2 separate regions of the Mus musculus genome follow, and region 1 is linked to region 2. The links are chromatin contacts, called in public promoter capture Hi-C maps. All regions are on one chromosome and are shown on one strand. Each heading gives the region's core, a stretch centred on a gene start, on an enhancer-like site or on the middle of the called end of the contact. The rest is flanking DNA. Distances are from core to core; before and after follow the strand shown.

The links. Promoter capture Hi-C pulls out the DNA fragments that hold promoters and counts their contacts.
Region 1: a promoter capture Hi-C map of stem cell-derived epiblast-like cells shows a contact between it and region 2, with 2.6 times the contacts expected there. The contact joins the promoter of 4933427D06Rik here to the enhancer-like site in region 2. A contact is called at or near these places in 4 of 39 promoter capture datasets (the C10 cell line, cranial neural crest, pre-B cells and 1 more), 1 of 115 datasets of contacts at active chromatin or transcription factors (embryonic stem cells) and 2 of 9 other capture datasets (adipose tissue and liver).

The regions. Positions count from the first base shown.
Region 1 is chr6:89,094,638-89,097,448 of GRCm38.p6, forward strand. 4933427D06Rik (RIKEN cDNA 4933427D06 gene) reads left to right here and starts at 1,473. Exons shown (of 4, transcript NR_134978.1): 1 at 1,473-1,597.
Region 2 is chr6:88,905,636-88,908,335 of GRCm38.p6, forward strand. It overlaps Tpra1 (transmembrane protein, adipocyte asscociated 1), which reads left to right. Exons shown (of 12, transcript NM_011906.2): 2 at 314-443; 3 at 2,306-2,437; 4 at 2,549-2,681. The coding sequence starts at 2,322. Among named protein-coding and RNA genes, the nearest start is that of Tpra1, 4.7 kb to the left of the region's middle. Within about 2 kb of position 1,311, at least 73 of the 459 cell types and tissues checked have an H3K27ac peak or open chromatin away from gene starts, as enhancers often do. A contact at or near this core is called in adipose tissue and stem cell-derived epiblast-like cells, where this site is marked.

The DNA of each region.
Region 1 (2,811 bases), core at 223-2,722, 190 kb after region 2:
AAATACTTTAAAGGGTGCTGGGAGTTAAGTAGTGCTGAGAGTGATGGTGAAAGCACCACGTAGGAGGTTCCCAGAGGAAACAATAACTTTTATCCCCCGGGAACCATAAGCCCAAATACACTTTTTCTTCTGTAAGTTGCCTTGGTCATGGGTGTTTTATTACAGCATCAGCAAAGTGACTAATCCAAGGTCCAGCCCACCACTGTAGAGTGGCATGCCATTTATGGATTTATTTTGAAAACTGAACTTAATTTTTCATCTAAAATTTAAAACAATTTCATGAAAAGAAACAGCAGTGATTTCAACAAACGATGTTAGAATAAACTAGAAGTCTGTTTGGGTTTTCTTTCTTTTTTTTTTTAATGTCAAAAACTGATCACTGAACTAAAGGTAAAAACTTCTAGAAACCCTTTGTTTGCTTGTTCACTTTGAGACGGGAATCTTGCTGTGCAGTTTTCAATTTGTGTTCTTTCCCGTTCAGCCTCACAAGAACTGTGCCTCTGGGCACACACCAGCACCTTAGGTTACTCTTCTTAGCTTTGGAGTGGGTAAAAATCTCTTAGATGGAATACACTGAAACCCACAAACGTCACACTGTGAACCGGCACCAGGGCGGGACTTTCCCGGTTCCATGATGGTCCAGTGGTATACGGTCAAAATGTCAAACTCAGCAGGGCGAGGAGAATGTGTGTCCAATTCTAGAAAAAAACGCAAACACCCAGGGAGGATGGGGTGGGGGTGGGGTGGCAACGGAGGGCTGGAACCAAACAAAATATAAAGTCCCGTGGGCCGTAGTGATAGGGGTAGTAATGGCCTCCATGTCAACCCTAGCAGGTGACAGCAGCAGTAGCAGGACTCCCAGGAGCCATCTGAGATCCGAGCAGCAGGGCTGAGAACCCCGGGTGTGAAGGCAGTCAGACTCTTGCATAGTGAATACCAACCTCTAGCTTCCCACTATACCCCTCTGATTTCACGGCCCCAGCAAGCAGACCTACCACCATTCTGACAACCAGTTGCCTACTACAAGAGGTATGAAGTACAAATCGCTGGCTGATGGAACCCAACCAAGAACCCCCGAAGGCAGCAGGCTGCTTGAGAGCCCACAGCCATGACTCCAGGGCTCTAGTCAGCCTAGAAAGCAGGCTCTGACAGAAACAAGGTCGGGCTCCAGGTGCCCACCAGGCTGCTTCGAATTCCGTTGGCAAATCAGAACCCGAACCCATGAGAAGACCCTCTGCGTTGAAAGGACTCCTGGACTTTGTCCTTCCACTTTCCCCAACTCCGCGGCAACATTGAGGTGGGGGAAAGGGAGAAAATGGTGGACCTAATTGAGGACAGTCTCAGGTTTCGGTGGGCTTTCTCAGCCCATTCCTGATTGGTCCCATTTTATGCCTCATTTGTATGTGCGCACGCGTAGCCAATCACAGTCAATGGGCGCTATTTAACAAGGCATACACCGTTCTCCTCAGTCCAGTTGGAATCCCGCTCTCCTTGCACGGAGGACTTCCCTTTCGCTAGGGCAGACTCACCGGAAGCTCACTCAGGCACAAGTTCTCTCTAGCTGAGCTGCCGCTGCTCCTCCTCCTCCTCTTCCCAGGTAGGGAATTCCTTCTTGCCTTGAGGGCTGCTTTTTTGTTTGTTTGTTTGGTTTGTTTTTTTTTTCTCGTAATTGTTAATTTTTCCTTGTCTCCACAGCGTCAGAGACCCACTCCTTATTTAAACCCAAGGGGACTCACTCTAGGGAACTTACTCAAGGGAACTCAAGCCTTAGGGATCTGCCAATGAGGGGAAACCTGCCACTCTCCGAGCTTTCTGTAGACTTGCTCTGAGGGGAATGCCCTAGGTCAGCATCCTGAGACCCTTTGATCCCTTAACTAACTCCCTGATGGCCGAAGAAAGTACAGAGACTAGCACGAGTCACATCTCTTGGTTGATATCCACCTTCATCGAGCGGCTCAGAGTTTCTTTTTCTTTCGTCTTTTTCTTTCTCTCTCTCTCTCTTTCTTTCTTTCTTTTTTGTTTCTTTTTCTTTCGTCTTTTTCTCTTTCTTTCTTAGTTTCTTTTTCTTTCGTCTTTTTCTCTTTCTTTCTTTCTTTCTTTTTTTTTTTTTTTGGTTTTTCGAGACAGGGTTTCTCTGTGTAGCCTTGGCTGTCCTGGGACTCACTCTGTAGACCAGGCTGGCCTCGAACTCAGAAATCCTTCAGCCTCGGCCTCTCAAGTGCTGGGGTTAAAGGCATGCGCCACCATTGCCCAGCTTCAGTTTCTGTAGTCTTGTTCAATTTTTTTTTTTTTTTTTTTTTTCCTATTTGAGCCATTACTCCTTTGTGGAAAGTGAAAAACAAAAACAAAACAAACAAACAAAACCTTTCTTTGAGACAGGGTATCTCCATGTTTCCCTGACTGGCCTAGAACTCGCTATATAGATCAAGCTGGTCAGGAACTCAAGGGATGCCCCCATCACCACCACCACAGAGTAGAGGTGTGTGTCTTTAATCCACTTCTAGCTGGAAGTTCTCCTTGTTTTCCCACCACTGTCAGCCCACTCCATTTTTGGAGAGAAAATGGGACAAGAACCAGAGGTTGGAGAACTGACTGTCACCATAGAGCACACAAGGACCCAGCTTCTAACTGACAGCTTGAGTAGTGAGGGCTGGAGTCTTGGAACAGCCAGATAGTTAACTACTGATTGCTAATAATGAGTTTAATAATGATAATAATTAGCAAAGTATTTCAGGTAGGTGTTGGATTATAACACAGTACAGAATGCATATCCACAAGTCGATGCCAATGTAAGTAACTAAATGACTCCCT
Region 2 (2,700 bases), core at 61-2,560:
CTTTTTTGTCTTTGGCCAAGTCTGTTTCTACCTCAGAACTTTTGTATTTGCCATTCTCTCTGAGGAATGTTCTTTATCCAGAGTTTTCCAAGGCTGACTCCCCAGTCATGCGTCCTCTTGACAGAACACCAACCCAAATCAACCTTCCTATGTTCCCTGGAATTCAGCCTTAACTGGGACACAAGGCCATGGTAACTAGATAGAGGACTGCACTGTTTCGTTTGGCTGTGGAAGCAGCCTTGGGCATTCATGGAGAGACCTACTTCTATCTCATGGTCTAACATGGCTGCTCTTGTTCCTATCGGCACATCAGTATTCCGGCTGACAGGAAGGAAGAAGGGCACGACCTGAAGCTGGCGAGTTGCACTCTGTTGGTGTCCTTGTGGCCAGTCCCTCCTTCAGGGGAAGCTGGAGAAAGCAGACTGAAATCCCGGGTTCTGCTGGTAAGACGTGTGGGTCCTGGAGACTTGTCTGCGCTCTGTTCCCGTCATAGTGAACCACTCCACTGTCTTCTCAGCCCTTATCCCTAGCAGAACTTTGCTTTTTAAGTACAAAGGTTTGTGTTTCCCCACTCCCACCCCCATCCTTGGGAGGGAGCCGGCAAGAGGGTAGGCCTTGCTTGCCCTGTCCCACCCACACCTGAGCAGCCCAGTGAGTTGCTGGTTATACCAACCACATGGTCAGATCCGCTGGGCAAGCAGAGGGTGCGTGGGTGGAGGATGGTTGCTCCCTTCACCTTTGCCGATCGTCAGGACTGGGAAAAAGTGGAAATGCCCTACTAGGAACCAGGGACATACTTCCCTCCTTGCCCCTCCCCATCAGAAAGTTGGAGGTGTAACAAATCAGAGAAGGCTGAGGACAGGGTCTTGGCTGCCTGCTCAGAGGTTTCCTGTCCCTTTCAGCAGAGACAGCACTAGAGTGTAATGACCCTGCCAAATCCAGGATGTCCCCGAGTGCCCCCCAAGCCCTGCCTTTTCCTGCTACTGCTTAGAGTTAGTGGACCACAATGCTCCTTTTGAGTTACCGCTGACACTGAACAGGGGGCACCAAGCTCTTTGCCACTCCTGCCACAGACAGGTAGGTCCCTAAGCCACGACCTTTTCCTCTGAAAAGATTTAAGTGTTCCTGGCAGTATACAAGCTCGTGCACCCACGTCTGGAGAAAGGAGTGTCTGGGACGAAGTGTGCCACCGGGTCTACAGAGTCAATCCCGGCCTGGTTCTGTAGTGGTCACGTGTATGGCTCTGTTGAGTCTGGATCCACCCACATCCCATTTGGGAGGCCCATTCATTTTGCCGCAGTTCAGGCTCCTTCTTTCTACTGCCATCTTGTGGTCAACGGCTGACACTGCTTCACCCGTGCACTACCTTTGCCCAGCTGCTGGCTGTTTTGGATAGAGGCGATTACCTTCTGATCACTGATCAGAATACAGTTACCTATGAGTCCCGAGGCTCAGCTTGTCCTGCAGGAGGCCCCACTACCATCCCTACACAGTCCTCTCACCAAGGTTCCTCGTCTAGGGTTTTCTGGCCACCATTAGTCTTCTCCCTCCAAGACATTTCTGGGACCCCAGATCATGAGCTCTCTCATCCTCTAGGCTGAATGTCAGACTTTCCTCCCCAAATTGCCACAAAGACACTGGCCTCTGGGCTACTCTGGCCTCCAGCTTCTCTGGGGAGCCTGACCTTCTCAGATGACCTCTTTGGCCCTCTTTGTGCCTAGAGACCTCTGTGTGCTTCAGGTGTCCCCTCCACCTGCAGCTGCTTTTCCAGTGCAGCAGAGAGGGTTCTGGGCTCCTTTGAGGACCTCAGCGGGTGTGTGACCTCAGATCAGATGGTGGGTGGGGTTTGCAAGGTGGAATTGGGAGCATATCACTTAGCCTTCCCAATAGAGTCCTGCTGAGGCATTCTCCATCACCATGGCCTCACTTTTTAGTCTCAGTGCCATTTCAGAGGGGACACTGAAGCACCAGGAGGCCAAGTGGCAGAAGCAGGCTGGGGACCATGCTCTGAACTCCTTCATCTCTGGAAGAACAATTTGGATGGTGCCTATCATTGCTCTCTGGCACATGATGCTCAGTAACTGGAGGTGGCTTGTGTATCTGTCAGGGGCAAAGGCTTAAGGCAGAGCCTGAGAGGAGAGAGCAGGCCCTGTGTGGAGCTAAGAACCCCCTTCTCCCAGCCTCCCGCTCAGTGAGTCCTAGTACAGCCTGCACTCTGCGCTGCCATTTTGGTCTTCCCTGGTAGCCTTAGACGGAGGGAGGAGGGCCAGGGCCCTGTGCCCTAACCACATGGGCTTGTCTTCAGGGCCACTGCCGGTGGAATGGCCAGCCTGCAGGAGGCCAATGGAAGCACAGCGTGGCCACCGCCCACAGCATCCAATATCAGTGAGCCCCACCAGTGCCTGCTGCTGCTATATGAGGATATTGGCTCCTCCAGGTAGGGTTCCTGGCCCCACTGAGGGAGGGCTGTGGGTGGGCTCTCAGGGTGCTATGGGCCAGGGAATGTGTCCCTACCTCCCCAGTGAGCCAGCATCTGTGCCCCCTGCAGGGTCCGGTACTGGGACCTCCTGCTGCTCATTCCCAATGTGCTCTTCTTCATCTTCCTGCTCTGGAAGCTTCCCTTAGCTCGGGCCAAGATCCGTGTCACCTCCAGCCCCATTTTTATCACCTTCTACATCCTGGTGAGTTCCCTCCCATCAG